Regions from separate parts of the Oryctolagus cuniculus genome. Here region 2 is linked to region 1. The links are chromatin contacts, called in public Micro-C maps. All regions are on one chromosome and are shown on one strand. Each heading gives the region's core, a stretch centred on a gene start, on an enhancer-like site or on the middle of the called end of the contact. The rest is flanking DNA. Distances are from core to core; before and after follow the strand shown. Region 1 holds the start of CC2D1B (coiled-coil and C2 domain containing 1B). Region 2 holds the start of ZFYVE9 (zinc finger FYVE-type containing 9).

The links. Hi-C and Micro-C count contacts between places; a contact is called where the count stands out from the background.
Region 2: a Micro-C map of ear pinna shows a contact between it and region 1, with 4 times the contacts expected there. The contact joins the promoter of ZFYVE9 here to the promoter of CC2D1B in region 1. A contact is called at or near these places in 2 of 6 Hi-C or Micro-C datasets (ear pinna and an unstated tissue).

What each region holds. Positions count from the first base shown.
Region 1 is chr7:120,567,681-120,572,600 of mOryCun1.1, reverse strand. It overlaps CC2D1B (coiled-coil and C2 domain containing 1B), which reads right to left and starts at 2,797. Exons shown (of 24, transcript XM_070078512.1): 1 at 2,661-2,797; 2 at 1,214-1,300.
Region 2 is chr7:120,797,411-120,802,330 of mOryCun1.1, reverse strand. It overlaps ZFYVE9 (zinc finger FYVE-type containing 9), which reads left to right and starts at 2,774. Exons shown (of 17, transcript XM_070078506.1): 1 at 2,774-2,914. It overlaps LOC103350185 (translation initiation factor IF-2), which reads right to left. Exons shown (of 5, transcript XR_011390051.1): 2 at 2,315-3,236.

The sequences.
Region 1 (4,920 bases), core at 1,548-4,047:
TAATTTGCCTTAGCTAATTCTCACAGCCCTGAGAGGTAGGTCCTATTTTTTTAAACTGTGGTAAAACATGCATACCATGAAGTTTACCATCTTAACCATTTCAGGTACACGGTTCAGTGGCATTACATTCACGTGATGCCACGCTCACCATCACCCACCCAAACCAAACTGTGAACGGAGACACTGCCCATTCACCCTTCCCTGCAGCCTCTGGTCACACCGCTCTGCTCTCGGTCTCCATAACTGACCGCTCAAGGCAGAGGAGGTGCTATTCTTACCTCACTGTTCACAGTGCAGAGGCAGAATTCAGAGTGAAACCTCTGACTTGAGTCGAGCCCCTTAACCCCACCACCTCCTTTACCTGCCTCGTTTTTGTTTTTTTTTTTTTTTTTTTTAGATTTATTTTATTTGAAAGATAGTTATAGAGAGAGGTAGAACCAGAGAGAGGGAGAGAGAGAGGTCTTCCATCCACTGGCTCACTCCCCAAATGACTGCAACAGCCAGAGCTGAACTGTTCTGAAGCCAGGAGCCAGGAGCTTCTTCCAGGTTTCCCACATGGGTGCAGGGGCCCAAAGACTTGGGCCATCCTCCACTACTTTCCCAGGCACATTAGCAGGAAGCTGGATCAGAAGTGGAGCAGCTGGGACTCAAACCTGCGCCCATATGGGATGCCAGTATTGCAGACCAGGGCTTTAACCAGCTATTCCACAGTGCCTGCCCCTTTACAATTAAAAAAAAAAAAAAAAAAAAAAAAAAAAAGGACCAAGAAGTCTCAGGCCATGTGCCCAGAAGAAATAAAGGGAGAAAACTGGAGGACAGGATCCCTCTGTCTCCAGGCAGCGAAGTCCTCCCACCGGCAGCAGCTCTCAGGCCCTGGCAGCCTTGGCTGAACAGCAAAGTTGCAACCTGAGTGAGAGAACTGAGGTCCCAGCAGAGCATGCAAGACTCCGTGGCTCCTGACGCCTCCAGGTCCTTCATACAGAGCTGTCACCGCAAAAGGACGAAGGTGAAAGCCAAGAGGAGAGCTGAGGGCTGTCCACCCACCGTGCACGGCAGGGGCCAGGCAGAGGGCCTCCACAGGCACCGCCACCACCAAAAGGCACCCTTCAAAGTCTCTGGACTGACAGGGAAGCCACACTGGTGACCCAGGTTGCCCAGAGACCCCCACTCCCACCCCAACTTGGCCCAGAGGCGAAGGAGGCTATGTCCATACCTGCTTGGCGGCCGCCACACCCTGACCGCTGGCCTGAGGGCCTTTCCGGGGTCTTGGCCCTGGCATCCCGGCTGCTTAGACACCTACCTGGTGGGGATCAAATTTAGACTCAGAGGGGAGCAGACCCTAGCCACACCCCCCTTAACGGGGCTGCCTTTGGTGAGTAGTTCCTAAGCTTCTCGAGAAAGCAAAGCCTGGCACTGAAGGATAAAATGCTAAGGGAATTATAGCGCGGAAGCCGGGACACGGCAGCCAGGAGGGAAGGGAGCGGCGGGGGGCCGCGGACACCGCACAACAGATGCAGGACTGGTGGGTGAAGCTGGAAGGCTGAATCCGGGCGGTTCACGGTGGGTACAAGGCTGGGCAGAATTCAGAAAGGCTTGAAAGCAGCCCTGTCCGTCATGGAAGACACACGTGGTTATTTAAGTTTCAATTCAGCGCACAGATTCAGTTCCTCGGCCACACAGAGGCATCCAGGGCTCAATCACCACTGCTGGCGAGTGGCTACCCCTGGACGGCACAGAGTTCATCGCTGCGCAGGGTTTCAGTGGACAGCGCTGATACAGAGAAAGCTGACTCAGCATTCGCATTCAGAGCGATCGCCACCACGCACAGCACCTACTGTGCGCTGGGCGCATCCCACACGTGAATCCCCCAGGACCCATGCCCTAGCACACGGGGCTGCACCAGGGGGGATGCGTACCCCGAGGGGGCCCTTATCCAACACAGAGAGAAAAGGCTTCTTGAGGGAGGCCCTGGCAGTGCTGAGTCATGACAAAGTTGGAGGGGTGGGAGAAGCAGCAGAGCACGATTCCAAAAATTTGATATGGGTTCGGGGGCCTGCAGAAGGAAACCACAGGCCTGGAATTGCTGGGGCATAAACTAAGACCAGAAATGGCGCAAGCGAAAATGGAAACGGGAAAAATGAAAACTCTTCACACCCAAGGGAGTCGGGCGTGATCCTGAGGCCCGGGATCAGGCCGCCCGCTCAGGACCGGTCTGGCTGCAGGAAGCAGGAGGGTGAGCGAAGGCAGGAAGCCGTCTCAACACGGAGCATCTTGCAACCGTCCCGCGAAGGAGACGAGCTGACGGAGCGCGGGGTGGCGCGTGGGGACAGAGCTGCGGCTGGATTCCAGAGTTGGGAAGCAAAGCCAACAGGGCTCTGAGGGTACCCGGGAGGGGACGCTCGGGATGGCCCCGGGTGTCAACTGAGGCGGGGAATACGAGTGACGGGACTCGCGGAAAGCCGGGGTCAGCCAGACACTGGCGGAGTCTGCGGCTCCGCTGGCTGCCCCAGGCCCGGGCTCCAGAGAGAGGTGGGCAAAGGAGTCCGCAAGGGAGGCGAGGTCCCAGCACCGCCCGGCCCTGCCCTGCCCTGCCTAAGCCGCCTCCATCTCCCCGCCGACCCCGAGACCTCCAAACGCCGGGAGGCAGATACGCGGCATACCTCGCGGTGGATGCAAACCAAACCCCGGACTCCTCCCGACAGGCACCGCCCGGGGCTCCCACGGCCCGGGGCGGCGGGGGCCGCGGCGACTGGAATCGCCCGGCTCGACCGGCTGCTCGCGCCCAACACGTGACCGCGCGGCCGGCGGTTTCGCAGTGCGCATGTGTGGGGAGGGGCAGGCGGGCGGGGCGCTCCGCCAGGTGACTCCGAGGGCGGGGTGCGCAGTGCGCAGGCGCCCCCGGGCAGGTAGCGCGAGACCGCCAGGCTGGCGCTCCCGGCGGCCCGGCCGGGGCCCTCCAGTGGCTCGCGCAAATGCGGGAGGTGCGGCCCTGTCCTCGGCCTGCCCCTGCGTCGCGCAGCCGCTTCCCTGGCCCTTCGGGAGGCGGCGCTGGCCGCAGGCTCGCCGGACCTATCCGGTCTCTCGGCTCCCTGGGCCGGGGGCGGGACCTTGCGGCGCACCCTGTTTTTCTTCATCCTCACTCGAATTTGCCTGTTTCCGCTCGGAAGTCGGGTTGACAGCTGAGGTAAAACGGCGCTAACGGCACTTTTCGAGGCCGCTACGGCGGGTTTAGCGGGGCGCTCACGCCCCTACCCCGCGGTGCATCAGTCTGGCCAGGAGAGACGGGTTTCGAGCTCGCGCCGCTTTTCCTGACGGCTCTGCCCCACTTCTCAACCCGCGAGACAGACGGCGTCCCTGGAATGGCGGATGAGAAAAGCACCTGCCCTTTGGCGGCAGCAGAAATGCCCTCATGGCTTCCGTGGACACCGCTGCCTCCCCACTGCCACGCGTAGTCTCGCCGCGAGTGGCTTCTGCGACCGCCCGGGCTCCTTGTTTCTGTTTCTTCCCAGGAGAAGGGACCCACTGCACCTTTCTTTTGAAATCGAGGTTTCACTTCCTCACACCTCACTTTTAGAAATCACGCATGGCCACCCTGAAGTGTTTACACGGAGATACGCACTAGTTCACGCACTAGGGCCGGCTGCGCGAGGCAGACATTTCCGTTTCCGCTCCACGGTGCCTGCAGCACGCAGCGGGCACTCAATAGTCCTGTGACATTCTGTGAATTCCAGCCACCTGGGCACCTGTTGCAGGTTTAGGAAAAAGCACATTACAGCTGAGGCCACCTGGACACATCCCACCCTGCCACACCCCTAAAGAGGTGCCCACCGTCCTGTTTATATTTATCCTGAGCCAGTAGTCATGGTACATTTTAAAGGTCATTAGTATTGTATGTACCATATAACTTTTTTCTATTCAACCCTGTTTGTAACCTTCATCCACACTGGCATGTATACCTGACAGGATTTCATTTCTGCGTGGTGGTCCATAATACGAAGTAACAGTGACATGCCACTACAGTGACGCATTGTACCTGACTCTTGGTATGCATATATAAATTTCGTACATACCTATGAATGGAATTTCTGGCTCATACGCTTTCTTGCATTTTCCAGACTAAATATCAAAATAGTCCACACATTTGTTTCCTCTCCCATCGGTGGGGCATTTGGGTTCCAACTGTTTCATTTCATCATAAAAATTGATTTCCAAGATAGAAAGTGACTTTGATTCATGTTTCAGTAAAAACATTTTCTTACATAACCACACTTAATCACATTCACAAACTCTAACACGTTACATAGTTCATGATTATGTTTATAATTGTATTTTTTTAAATCCAAGCCTCAATCAAGAAGCAGCGCATTTAGCCCTAGTGTCTCTTGAATTAGAATAGCTCCTCCACGTTTGGGGTTTGCTGTAATGAAATTTCTATCTTCAATGAGTGAGCAGTTACTTATCAGAGCATTTCACCTATAACATGGATTTGTCTGATAATTTTTACATCAATAGATTTAGGCCAAATATTTTTGAGGTTATATTTTCCTCAGTCCCTCACATGAGGGTTTAGATGAGTGTATTCTGTTGGTTTTTATATAGATGTTAGAGTTAACTTGCAAACCCACAAGATACAGTGGTTGTGAGTGAGGAAAGAATTAACTTGCAAACGCATGTAAGAAACTCTGCCAGATGCTGAATCACATATAGACATGTAACTAATCTCTGTTAGATTTATTCCTACTTATCTTTTGTTTTCTGTACCACATAAATCATTTGTATTTAAACATTTGTGATGAATGCGTGTTTGGTACAGTGGTTAAGACACCATTTGTGATGCCTGCAACTCCATATCCAAGTATATGGGTTCAAGTCCTGACTCGGCTTCCAATTCCTGCTTCCTACTAACACGCACCCTGGGAA
Region 2 (4,920 bases), core at 1,525-4,024, 230 kb before region 1:
AAAAAAAAAAAAAAGACAGTAGAAGTTATCAGGCTTCATGACTAATTGTCCACCTTGGAGGGATGATGGCATCATTCACCTAGCCTGGGAAACAGTTATCTTTTGGGGTGGAAATTTAAAGAACAAATTTTAAAGAGCAAAGAAAAATTTGCTAGGGGTGCTAGACCTTGACTTCATTTGAAGAAATCGTTCTTAGAATATTGGATTTCCACAGGATGTATCTGTTATAAAAATGAAAGTGAGGAGGTCTAACAGGTTGGGAATAATGAGATACTTGGGAGTCACTGGTTAGTGGTGAAAGTCAATGCAAAATTGAAAATGGGGTAATCACATCAGCTGACAGCAGGCTAAGATAGATTAAGGTGAAAAAGATTTACAGAAGAGAGGAAAATAGATGAGAGGCATTTCAGGAGCAGAGAGTAAACTGGGTAGGAAAAACCAAAAAGATGGAATGAAACTGCAGAAGATGAAAGGATTTAAGGTGGACTACTTACAGCAGGGAGGTGGTGCTGATGATAAAGGCAGCCTCTTTCAGCAACAGAATTTGAATAGAAGGGAAGAAAGTGTGAAGCAAGAGGAAATTGGTCCCGGGAACAAATGAATCATCTTCATGTAGTAGCTACACCCTGGGTAGCATGATTATTCATAAACAAATGCAGATTTCCTGCGGTGGTAGTGATCTAGGCTTGGAAAGCACAGTCCTAATGTTAGGTTGCCAAACTGATCTAAATTAAAGGGCCTGTTTCTCTAGATTGAAAATTTTTAGTAACACTAACTTACCTTTACAGCATTTTCTTAATATAGCTGAAAGGACTGTTAGGGTATCAGGTGGCAGAAGGAATTTACTTCCAGCTTTTCCTTAGGTTGGGTGGACTTCACATGTAAAATGGTGGTAGCATAGTACCTAATTCACAGAGTTGTTGTGAGGATGAATCATAGTTTCCCGCTGAGCCCCAGTTTCTCTTGTTATAAAAAGGGGATAGTGATTTTTTTTTTTGTACTGTGACTCAGAAGTATGTGGCAAAGGCACACTTAGGAATGTACAGGAACAGCTTTCATTGATGAGAAGAAAGCTGCTAGGTTATATTTTCTCCAAAGTGGCTGCTCAATTATTATTTGAATGTCTCCTAAAGACTTTAGTAACTTTCTCATTATGATTTATTATTATTAGGGCACAATCTAAGATAAGGTGAAATCATCCTATGATGTTTTTGTACAGAAAAATAGACTGGATCTATGTTGACATCTGCTGTTTAACCAAAAGTCATAGAACCCAGTATAACAGGCAGTATTATTCAGTGGAGGGATGTTACATAAATCCTTTAGTGAAATTTAGGGCAATTTCACCCACCAGGGCTGATGAAGACTGTTGCACCCATCTTTTGATAGAAATACACATATATGCAAAAACACATGGATATGAACCTAAAAAATATTGAGAATTAGGGCATTCTGGAACCAACAAAAATTTGCACTAATATTTATTGAGTATTTTCTACAGGTCAGTTCCTTTATCTCTAACCTTCCCAACAACACCAAGGCAGACAACAGAAAACTGACATTCAAAAATGTTACATAACTTGCTCAGGTCATAAAGCCATAGATGACAGAACTGGAATGGCTAGTATCAGGATCTGACAACAAGGTTTCTGCTCATTCTAGAATAGTACTCTGAAAAAAATTCTGTATTTGGAAACTTTGGGGACCAGAGAATTTGGAGAATTTCTCTTTGTTTTTCGTTCTGACGCTGGCACCCTAGAGGTTGCGTGAGACATGGGCTATCTGCAGACTCCACTACACAGAAAACAATTTCCTTCCTTCAGAGCCTTACCCAGGATTTGGCTGGGGGTGGGGCTGGGGTGGGGTGGGGTTAACGGAGGGTGGTTAGTGAAAGATGGATGGGTCTTTTCTTACCTTTAAGTTGTTTATGAATTTCAGGACAACCCGATGGCTATTTTCTTCTCTTGCTCAGCATTTTTTTTCCCTACTTTATAGAAGGGGGGGTGGAGGGGATGGAGGGGTTGAGGTTTTGGTATCTGTAGGAAATTTCTGTAACGCACTGCACGGTAGATCCAAAAAAGTTAAGGTCAAAGACAATTGCCTCATCTGTTCTGTGAGAGGATTTGTGTGTGTGTTCGGGGGAAAAAAAAAAAAAAAAAAGGTCTGTTCTGGGTCACTCGTCTTTCACGCAGACACACTGAAGGGACCAGAAGAGATTCCGTGCCCCCCTCCCCCCCAGGAGAGATGAGACGAGGAGACTTCCTCACGCTCCCGCTCTCAGGTGCCAGTCCGAGTGACAAGAACGTGCACGTACCTTCCGCAGAGAAGGAAAGGGTGCTCGGGGTCTGACGGGGGGTGGGACCGCCAGGGGTTTGTGGGAACCGAGGGGCTTCCGGCTCCCAGGAAGCGTCGTCAGGGGTGAGAGGCGGGCCGCGAGCCGCAGGCGGCGCAGGGAGCGCGGGGCCCCCGCCACCCCCAGGCCGCGCTCCCTCGCGTTCCCTGCCGCTCGTGCCCGGCGTGGCCGCCGCAGTCCCGGCGCCGTAGCCAGACGTGGGGTCCAGGGGGCGCTGTGGCCCAGCGGCGCGGAAGGCTGGAGCGTCCACCGCGACGCCGGAGGCTTCGCCGAGGATCCCCGCCTGCAGCACCTCGGTCGTCCCGCCGCAGCCTTGCGCCCCTGGCCTGGCCCTGCGGCGCTCCGCCGGGGTCTGCGTGGGTGCGGCGGCCCGGGAGCCGATGCGCCTGGGCGGGCACTGGGCCTCAGCAGCAGCAGCAGCAACTGCGGCGACCACAGCCCCGTCAGGAGTGGGAGGCTTCGCGGTGGCTCCTGGGGCCGCGCCGGTGCCCTCCGGAGGAGGCTTTCGGCTCCGGGACGACCCTCCTGGCCATGCTGAAGCGGTGGTGGCCGCTGTTCGTGGTGAGTGTGGTGCGGCGCGGTCCCGACTCGCCTGCTTGCCGCCGCCTGTGGGGGCCCTGGCGGCAGCCCTGGGGCCGGGCGGACGGGGCGTCCTGTCGCTGCGGCCGCCTCCCCCACCCCGCAACTCTGGGGCCTCAGCCCTTATTTCTCGCGTCTCCCGGGAGGATGGAGGCCCGTGGGGTGCGACTAGGCCCCGCGCTGCCGAGAAGCCGTCGCCCCGGCCTCGGTTTCGGTGCGGCCCGGTGTGTGGAGAGAGGCTTGCGGGGGGGGGGGGGGGGGCACGGGCGTCCTTGGGCTTGGCCCGGGCCGGGCGGAGCGCAGCCTCTTAGCCCTGGCCCTGCTTGTACATCCCGGAGGGAGGCGGAGGACGCCTGTTTGCAAACAGCCTCGGCTTCCCCGCGCCCTGCACTCTGTTCTGCAGAGTCCCGGGGGGGAAGGGAGGGAGGGCAGGGTGAGAACCCGGGTGCAGAAAGTGCGGGGTCCTGAGAGCCCCTGGTGTACCTGGAGTGTCATTCACGGACATGACTTGCTTGAGAATAACCTTTTGCGTCTTATTTGAGGTGAAATTTCATCACCTGCTGGTAGCTCATCCTTGCTTTCTTATATTACATCTTGTCTCTAAGGGTAGTCTTCCTTGGAGAAAGCCCTGTCCCAGCTCTACAATGCTAAGTTTCCTAGATAAACACTCACAGTTAGAAAAATATCTTTCACAAAAGGTATCCTCCTGCCAAGAGAGAAATATTTTAGCGCTTCTGTCCACGGTACAAAAGTGTCCCACCTAAATAGATCCAGAGAATGAGTGGCAAGAGGATTTTAAGTCGTAGTAGTTATTCTAATAACAAGTACCTGACGGAATTGGTATCTATTCTACATTTTAGAACGAAAATGATTTGTATTGGTATTAATGTAAAAATATGTGATTAAAGTTTGATACCATAAGTTAGATATTTGGATGTTTTAGATTTATGATAGATGTAATTACTAGTTATTTTTGTTTTCCTGCTAAGTTTATTAAGATTGTGAGATTTAAAGGTACTTGTAGAACTTTTATAATGATGGAAAACATAAATTTGCTTATTGTACAGAATTCAGAAAGTTTAGAAAGATGCTGTGTTGGGCTGTCAATGAATGTTTAATAACTGAGGAGAAATCACCCTTAATCCGTAATCTTACAGATAATACTTTTTGATGGTCAGATTTTAAAATGGGGTTATACTGATGATAATTTATTTGAGAGGCAGACACACAGGCAGAGCACAAGAGCCAGAGAGAGAGCGCGAGTGCCTGCATGAGAGAGATACCCTCCATTAATTTACTCTCCAAATGCCACCATTGTCTGGGGCTGGGACTGGGGCTTGGTGAAACTCAATCTAGGTCTCCCACATGGGTGGCAGGAACCCAATTCTTTGAGCCTTCACTGTTGGGGCTTCATTAATAGGAAACTGGAATCAGGAACCCAATCTGGGAACTGAAAACAGGTACTGCTGTGTGGGCTGCAAGTGTCTTAATGGGTGTCCTAAATCAATCACTGATCAGCCTAACTGCTTGCTCCTGATGGTGAGTTTTTCATTTATTATTTCAGTATATTGGGTTCAGAATTGCCAACTGTTGCCATTGCCATTGGTATACCTATGAAAATGTTTCACTAAATTACATGTGAACCATAGATGAATTTGTTCATTAAAATGGGATAGTATTTGTAATTACCTAAAAGATCCCTGACTTCACCTTCTATGCAGCATGAGGAGTCCATTAGGTCTAGGGAGGTTTTTGAGGACCTACTGTGTTAGATGCTGTAGCCTTGTGTAGTTTCTGTCAGCTTTTGCTTACATGTTTCTAACTGTAGAAAATTGGCTTTATTACTTTTTTTTTGTTAGATTTATGAAGTTCTTTAAAATTCTTATTCAGTTTTCACATATACCTGAACAGACCAACATTTGAATCAGTTGGGAGTTTTTAAAATATGCAGATCCCAAGGTAGGCATTTGGCCTCAAGGTTAAGCTTT